2 separate regions of the Pan troglodytes genome follow, and region 1 is linked to region 2. The links are chromatin contacts, called in public HiChIP or PLAC-seq maps. All regions are on one chromosome and are shown on one strand. The core of a region is the stretch at or near the end of the contact, and the rest is flanking DNA. Distances in the headings are between cores, read along the strand shown.

The links. HiChIP or PLAC-seq counts read pairs in DNA pulled down with a chosen protein or histone mark.
Region 1: a contact with region 2 is called in an H3K4me3 HiChIP or PLAC-seq map of stem cell-derived excitatory neurons, with 3 times the contacts expected there. The contact joins the promoter of PSTPIP2 here to the promoter of EPG5 in region 2. A contact is called at or near these places in 1 of 7 Hi-C or Micro-C datasets (stem cell-derived neural progenitor cells) and 1 of 1 datasets of contacts at active chromatin or transcription factors (stem cell-derived excitatory neurons).

The regions. Positions count from the first base shown.
Region 1 is chr17:55,924,118-55,928,358 of NHGRI_mPanTro3-v2.0_pri, reverse strand. It overlaps PSTPIP2 (proline-serine-threonine phosphatase interacting protein 2), which reads left to right and starts at 2,249. Exons shown (of 15, transcript XM_001145075.6): 1 at 2,249-2,676. The coding sequence starts at 2,644.
Region 2 is chr17:55,814,861-55,819,508 of NHGRI_mPanTro3-v2.0_pri, reverse strand. EPG5 (ectopic P-granules 5 autophagy tethering factor) reads left to right here and starts at 2,284. Exons shown (of 44, transcript XM_512111.9): 1 at 2,284-2,482. The coding sequence starts at 2,414.

The sequences.
Region 1 (4,241 bases), core at 1,000-3,499, 110 kb before region 2:
TTGCTATAATAATATTGTTTAATTTTGTTAGTGTCCTAGTATGTTTTCTGTTGCTTATAACAGAGTATCTGACATTGGGTAGTTTATAAAGGAAAAGAATTTATTTCTCACAGTTATGAAGGCTGAAAAGTCCAAGGTTGAGGGGCCGCATTTGTGCCAGCCTTCTTACTGGTAGGGACTCTGTGGCATGGGGTGTAACATGGCAAGGAGGTTGATCGTGCTAGCTCAGGCCTCTCTTCCTCTTCTTCTTTTTTTTTTTTTTTTCTGAGATGGTGTCTCACTCTGTCTCGCCCAGGCTGGAGTGCAGTAGCACTCTCGGCTCCCTGCAGCCTATGCCTCCTGGGTTCAAGCGATTCTCCTGTCTCAGCCTCCCAAGTAGCTGGGACCACAGGCGTGTGCCACCACACCCGGCTAATTTTGTATTTTTAATAGAGATGGGGTTACATCATGTTGGCCTGCCCGGTCTTGAACTCCTGACCTCAGGTGATCCACCTGCCTTGGCCTCCCAAAGTGCTGGGATTACAGGCATGAGCCACTGTGCCCAGCCATCTCTTCCTCTTCTTATAAAGCATAAAGCCACCAGTTTCATCTCCTGATAACCCATTAATCTACTAACCCATTAACCCATGAATGGGACTAGTGGCCCTCGTGACCCAATCACCTCTTAAAGACCCTACTCTCTCAATACTGTCTCATTTCAGATTAAGTTTCAACAAGAATTCTTGGAGGGGGCAACATTCAAACCACAGAAGTTAGTAAAATATCCTAAATATATCCCTTGGATATAGCACACACTTTGTTTGTTTTTTTACTCACAATACCTGCCCCAGAGATGAGCTGTTTGAGGAATGAAGAATATTTTCCAGCAGCGTGGATGACCATTTGCAATTAAAAACTTTGTCACCAGATGGCGGAAGAGGGTTAAAATTCAGGGAGCTTAGAGTCTGAGTCGCGAAAATCAAGCACAATGTACTGTGAGAGCTTGTGAAACGTTCTAATAACTTAAAATTATACATGTATTAAAAATTAAAATGTGACAATTAGAATTGTATCTAAACTATTTTTCCAGAATATTTAAAACTTCCAGGAAAAACCTTAGTGGTGTCTTCAGCTCTCGCGCTTCTATGTCCCCAGTTAGTGCCATTTCTTACCCCCTGCAGTTAAGCCTAGCTTCCTAGTGCCTACCACGTCCTCTGCTGCCCCTTGATGGTTCTGCCAGGCTTTTCTGCCTTCCTTCTAATCTCACTGCTTTCAAAGGATATGAGCAAGTAGGTAAATGGATGCATCCCTTGGAGATGCTTGGTGGCTGGAGGCCACCTCTCCGTCTTTGCAGTTGTGGATGACTTTATTGGTGGGAGTTCATCTGAGTGGGGCTGGCGGCAGTTTTATGGAGCAGAACTTGTTCCGGGTGCTTCACATAATTCTAGCAATTGCCCTTTCACTGTGTCTGGGTGTAGCTAGAACCTGCTCCAGGGGTGAATGCTTGCTTCTCCAGGCTGGGCTGGTGCCAGTCTTGGCAACCTTGACCTTTATCCTCCCCCCTTTGAGCACCTATTCCTCTGCCCAGGATGGATCTGCCCCAGGAAGGATGTCTGTCTTTGCATCTGTTTAGAAGGGCAGAGCTCTAACCTTGAGCTCTTCATCCCTTAAATAAACTGTGATCTTGGGCAAGCCATTCAACCCCTCTGGGCCTCAGGTTGGGCTTCGGGCCTGTCGCACCAGGCAGTACTTTGTCATAAGCCCTGCATTACTATTAAAAGTAATGGCAAAAACCGCAATTACTTTTGTACCAATCTAATACAATGCAGAGAGGGGTCTGACCTGCCCTGGGGTTTTATTTGTGAGGGTGGAAGAGTGGAGGGAGAAGAAGGAATCTTGGGCCCCTCTTGCTGGGGTGGAATGGGCAGGGAAGGGTCTTGCCTTCTGAGAATGGAAAGGGAGTCAGAGAGCGGCTGAGCTCCTGGAAGCCCTGTTAGGACACCACCAAGTGACTAGAGTCAAGGGGAAACAGCAGAGATGACCTCTCCATGACATTTTAGACTAAAACGTGACCCCATTCATTAAAAACACCTGCAACAACAAAAAGTAAAATAAAAAATGAACCGTCCCCCAGGGCCTGATCTGCAGCAGGTGCCGGTGGGGCCCGCCGTGACGCCAAGGCGTCTGCGGGAGTTGTCGGCCCCAGGCCTTCTGTAGCTTAAACCGGGTCCTCGCGACCATCTGATCAGATCCCGTCTATCACCCCGCAGAGCCTGGATTTCGTGCGGTCCAGGGGGCAGGAACCCAAGCCAGGACCAGTTATTTCCAATCCCCAAAGACTTCCAGAAGGAGGCAGCTAGCTTCGGGCTGATATATTGATCGTGGCCTGACGCTGTGGGGCTTTAAATGGGCCTGGGTCCGGGTGCGGGCTGCAGCCCCTGGCCCGGTGAGCGCCGCGGGTCCCGCCCAGGTCCCGCGCAGGGAGCGCAGAGCGCCGACGGCGGCCGTCGCAATCGGGAGTGGTTTAGGACCCGGGGGCGGCTTCCCTGCGCGAGTGTGGAACGCAGAAGTTGAGTCTGCGGGGCCGCGGGCAGTGGCAGTCAGGCCTCCCCGCTCTGTGCCACCTGCGGCCCGGCTCTCCTCCGCGCCCCCACTCGCGCTGCGATGACGCGCTCACTGTTCAAGGGAAACTTTTGGGTAAGTCGTGGGGCCGACAGCGGATCGCGGGGCTCGGGACCCGGCCCGGGCGGAAGGCCAACGCGGCGGGCGTGGGGGGCGCCCCAGCTCCGGCGCCACTCGGTGACCGCGCGCCCGGGGGCTTGGCGGAGCTCGCGCGTGACGGGATCGGGGCCCCAGCCCCACTGCTCGAGGGGGCAGACCTGGAGCGGACGCTGGGCTGCTGTTCCCTCTCTGTCCCCCCGCTACCCACCGCGTGCCCGCGAGTCCCGGGGGCTCGGACTCCAGGGCCCACCCTCTGCCGCCCGCGCCCCCAGCAGCGCGTGCTCCTGAGGACGCAGAGAGCCCAGACACCTTAGAGTCAGGACATCAACCCCTCCTCTCACAGGCGAAGCAGAGACCCTTAGGGAGGCGAGACCCGTCCGGGGAGAGTCTCTGCCGGTCCCTGGAGCTGAGCCGTGAGAGGATCTGGGGGGATCTGGTGTGGGGGCTTGTGAGCTTTACCGGGTTGACAGCAGCAGCTGCCCCCCGGGATCGTCCTTTCCAGGAAACGTACAGCATAGAGGGCTTCCCTTTGCTGGAGCTTTCCCTGTTCGACAGCCTTGTTTCCCGAGCCCCTCCCCAGGCCATTGCCCCAGCCCTTCCGTCCAGGCCCCATAGCGGGGCTGATGGTGTGGGAGACCCTATAAGCTGGAGGGGGTACCCCAGCCCGGTAGGGCCAGCCCAGCCTGGAGGGAGCAGGTCTGCCTGTCCCTCTCCTCTGTCTAGTCCTCTTCCCTCTGTCCTCTCACTCCCCAGGTGCCCCTCAAGGTCCATGCCCCCTCATTCAGAGGAGCTGTCCTCATCCCTTTAAGACAGGAGCAGGAGGCCGCACACCTCAAAGTTGACCGCAGCTGCCAAGGGGCCCTGACTCCTTACTGGGGCTCCTGCTTGCCTCCCCCCACCCCCCACCCAGGTAGCTTCACAGCTGCCTAGATGGTCCCTCTACCCCACGTGGGCTGCAGGGTAGAGAAACCTGGCTGGGGACCTCAGGGACACAGTTGAGACTGTGCCTGTGAGTCCCTTCACTGGAGTTTGTGAGGTCCTTCTGGGGCACTACTCACCCTAGGGTACAGGGTGGTGGCAGCCTCACAGAGGAACCAAGGGCACCACAGCTGGCTCTCACGGGAGGCCTGCGAGTTTTTCAGGTAGAATGGAGGACTGGGGGATCCCATGGCAGGCACTGTGGGAAAAAGGCTCTGTATAATACAAACTGGAGAATGAGATGTGGGCCCCAGAAATAAGGAAGTCAGCAGAGGAACTGGTTCGTGGAGACATAAGGAGAAGGAGGCAGACGTGATACTAACAGTATTTAGTTCAGGCACAGTGGCTCATGCCTGTGATCCCAGCACTTTGGGAGGCCAAGGTAGGAGGATTGCTTGAGGCCAGGAGTTCGAGACCACCCTGGGCAACATAGCGAGACTCTGTCTGTCTCTACAAAAAAATCTTAAAAATTAGCTGGGCATGGTGGTGCATGCCTGTAGATATAGTTACTTGGGAGGCTGAGGCAAGAGGATTGCTTGAGGTCAGGAGTTTGAGGTTGCAGT
Region 2 (4,648 bases), core at 1,035-3,534:
ATGCAGCAGAAGTACCTTATGCAGTCCTGGGAGGCTGTGGTTTCAAGTTGCTTTTTTATTTTTATTTTTTTGGAGACGGAGTCTTGCTCTGTCACCCAGGCTGGAGTGCAGTGGCACGATCTTAGCTCACTGCAGCCTCCACCTCCTGGGTTCAAGCAATTCTCCTGCCTTGGCCTCCCAAGTAGCTGGGACTACAGGCGCACGCTGCCAGGCCTGGCTAATTTTTTGTATTTTAGTAGAGATGGGGTTTTACTGTGTTGCCCAGGCTGGTCTCAAACTCCTGAACTCAGGCAATCCGCCTGCCTCGGTCTCCCAAAATGCTAGGATTATAGGTGTGAACCACTGTGCCAGGCTGAGGTGCTTTTTAAAGAACCTTCATTTCTTTCCTCCTTCTCCTCTTTCTCCCATCCTTCCTGATTAACCTCTTTTTTTGTGTGGAACTCACCCCTGCCCTGGTGTCATCCCTTCATTCAGTCTTTCCAATGTATGCCTCTTTTACCAGTTAGGCGATGATACACGCATCACGATGTATCTATGCATTGTGTCTGCTTCCCAACTAAACTGTAAAACATGCAAATTGAGAGTAAGGTCAGTTGTGTTTTGCTGACCAAGTAGTGGGTAGCACATAGAGAACTTTAAATGTCATAAATGACTTAAACTGGGAGAGGTCAGAGAGCAAGGGTATTCCAGACTGGGAGAAATATCAGCAAAAGTTATGGATAGTAATGGTGGTATAAAGATTTTGTTTATATTGGCCAACTCTTTGCAGGTGATAACTTTATATACATGCACACACACACACACACATCAGGACATACAAAGTACATGTACATTCTGAGTAGCTTAATAATTTTTGTTGTTGAGGATTTGGGAACAAAATACACGAAATTGTATTATATACTCAATTAAAATATCATCACAAACAAGCAAACTGCATCTCTGAAGTCTTTTCCATTTTTCATGCCATATTGCTGGATTTTTTATTCTAGGGTATGCTACAGGTGGGTGGATGGTCTTTTTCCTCCCTCCCATACACTCCATTTCCTTTTCTTCTTTTTCTTTTCTTTTCTTTTTTTTGAGATGGAGTTTCGCTCTTGTTGCCCAGGCTGGAGGGCAATGGTGCGATCTCGGCTCACTGCGACCTCCGCCTCCCAGGTTCAATTCTCCTGCCTCAGCCTCCCGAGTAGCTGGAATTACAGGCGTCCACCACCATGCCCGGCGACTTTTTTGTATTTTTAGTAGAGTTGGGGTTTCACCATGTTGCCCAGGCTGGTCTTGAACTCCTGACCTCAGGTGATCCACCCGCCTCGGCCTCCCAGAGTGCTGGGATTACAGGCGTGAGCCACTGCGCCTGGCCCACTCCATTTCAACGATCTTACCCCACCGCCAGACAAAACTCATATTCATTTGTGTGATTCACGAAATATTTATTTAGTATCTACTATGTGCTACTACGTGCAGTGTTCTAAAGACAGTTGGATACATCAGGCAACAAAATTAAGAACCCTGCCATTGAGGATCTTACATTCTGGGAGGATTGACAGACACTAACAATAAGGATACAAGCCAATCACAGAAATCCTAGAGCTGGGAAGGGAAGATGTGGACAAGTTTTTCACATCTGGAAATTTCAAATGAAGCACACTGTAAAATGTATACTAAGAATACTTTTACGGATCTTATTTGTCTTGTTACCTGTTTGCCTGTCCTTTTAGGAGCACATGTCTTTTTTCCAGTCTGGGAATTTGTACAGTAATGATAATTAATAACTACCATGTACCGACATGCCTGCCGCTACCAGGCACCTTTCTTGGAGAGCCCATTAAATCCTCAGGCTCATGACATCCGAAAAGGCAGGTGTGATCATTCCCCTTTACAAAAGAGGACGCTGAAGTGCACACCCCGATGGGCGTCAGGGTTTCTTCCTTGCGCGCAGTGCGGGTTTAGGCTAACCGACTGGATCTGGTTTATCTGAAGATGAAAAAAAAGAATGGCAAACCCACTTTCCGGATTTCTTCAAGCCGACGCGGGTGAGGTGTGCGAGCGCGCCCGGGATCCGCACTGAGTGAGGTTCCGCAGAGCCGGGAGACGGAGGAGGTGGGTCAGCCTGGGTCGCTGGCCTGGGTCGCTGCCCTTGTCCAGCGCAACCCAAGACACCTGCGCGCCGGGTGGAGCCAGGGCTAGGGGTGGGGCCTGGGCTCCGGGAAGGGGGCGGGCCTGCCTTCCTCCAGTGCAAATGCGTCCTGGAGTGGTTTGTCCTACGTTGCGGCCCGTAGAGGCGCCGACTCACCGCCTCTTCTCCGGGAGTGGCGGAGATTCGATCATGTGACAGTCCGGAGGCCAGAACCGGGCAGGTTGCGTGAAGCGCAGGGGTTTGACAAAAACAAACGGTGACGGCGCCGCGGAAGGGTCTATGGCCGAGGCGGTGAAGCCCCAGCGCCGGGCCAAGGCCAAGGCCAAGGCCAGCCGGACTAAAACAAAGGTGAGGATCTCCCCACCCTCCCGAGGCTCTGGCAGTGTGCTGTGTCTCCTTGCTTCTCTCTTCGGCCTCCCCAGCCAAATCTACTCCCGTTCCCTGAGCCCTCTGCATCTTCCGCCTCCACCTTCCAATATTTGATCCCACCACCCGTTGACAACGGCCCTTCTCCTCCATTCCTTCTCCATATCCCCCTGCCACACTCTGTCAGGACCCCATTTTTCCTTCTCCCTCCTGTGACTTCACTGGCCTCTTCCTTTCCTGCTCTCTTGGCTTTCCTCACCTGGGTCTGGTTTCCTGCCGTGAAATAATTTTTCTCTTTCCAGCCCCATCGTTGACTCTCTCTTTACTCTTTTATATCTTAGACCATTTTTAGTCCCTGCCATGCATAAAGAGGGAATGTTCCCCTCCTCCACGCGGAGAAGGTACCTTTGGCAGAACTTTATAAGTAGACTAGTGCTGTGCCATTTCTCATCACTTTGAAAGTTCAAGATGATAGTAGTGCTGCCTCTGTTTATTTCTTATTGTCTTGATTGTTTATAAGGGGCACGAATGGCTAGAAATTAACCCAGGGCGGGACTCACACAGTAGGGAAGTATTTAAATTTTCTGAGTTTCCTGTATTAGACTACATGTGGTATTAGAGTGATTTTAAGTTGATTTGTTTATAAGTGCAGTCTGGATTTTCATTTTATTATAGTACATATATACACATATATACACATATATACATATATACGTACATATATACATATGTGTGTGTGTATATATATATGTATATGTATATGTATTTTTTTTTTTTTTTTTTTTTGAGACGGAGTCTTGCTCTGTAGCCCAGGCCGGAGTGTAGTGGCGCGATCTCGGCTCACTGCAAGCTCCGCCTCCCGGGTTCACGCCATTCTCCTGCCTCAGCCTCCCGAGTAGCTGGGACTACAGGCGCCTGCCACCACGCCCGGCTAATTTTTTGTATTTTTAGTAGAGACGGGGTTTCACCGTGTTAGCCAGGATGGTCTCGATCTCCTGACCTTGTGATCCGCCCGCCTTGGCCTCCCAAAGTGCTGAGATTACAGGCGTGAGCCACCGTGCCCAGCCTATGTTTTTTTTTGTTTTGTTTTGTTTTCGTTTTTGTTTAGATATGGAGTCTCGCTCTGTCGCCCAGGCTGGAGTGCAATCTCGGCGGAGTGCAATCTCGGCTCACTGCAACCTCCGCCTCCTGGGTTCAAGCGGCTCTCCTGCCTCAGCCTCCCGAGTAACTGGGATTACAGGCATGCGCCACCACACACGGCTAATTTTGTATTTTTAGTAGAGACGGGGTTTCTCCTTGTTGGTCAGGCTGGCCTCAAACTCCTGACCTCGGGTGATCCGCCCATCTTGGCCTCCCAAAGTGCCCGGATTACAGGCATGAGCCACCGCGCCCACCCTATTTATATATATTTTCTAAGATGAACAGATTCAATGCTGCTCCCGCATGGCCAGACCTCATAATTTTGGCTTACCTGAAACAGAGTTTACATTTGGGAAATAAGGAGGATGGTATTACAAGTACAGGACATTTTTTTCCCCAGAAGTGGGTGATGTTCCAAAGCAGGTGTAATTTAAGCATGATACTGTAATCCGATTTTCTCATGGGAACAAGGTTTTAACAGGAGGGTAGTGTTCATAGGTACCATACTTAGTAGACTGTAGATGACTTATGTGGATTTCTTTCATAATGATGCTCTTTTTTTTTCTTTCCAACTTTTATTTTAGGTTTAGAGGGTACAAGTGGAGGTTTACTACATGGGCAAATGCACACCTTGGTGGTTTAGTGTGCAGATTATTTTGTCACCCAGGTAATGAGTATAGTGCTTGACAGGTGGTTTTTTTATCCTTACCTTCTTCCCACCTTCCGCCCTCAAGTAGGCCCTGGTGTCTATTATTCCCTTCTTTGTGTCCATGTGTACTTAATGTTTAGCTCCCACTTATAAGTGAGAACGTGGTATTTGATTTTCTGTTTCTGCATTAATTTGCTTAGGATAATTACCACTAACTGCATCCATGTTGCTGCAGAGGACACGATTTTGTTCTTTTTTATGGCTGCATAGTATTCCATGCTGAGTATTTACCATGTTTTCTTGATATGACTTTTTAAACGGCTGTAGTGGAGTTGGACACATTAGTGTATCCAGGTCTG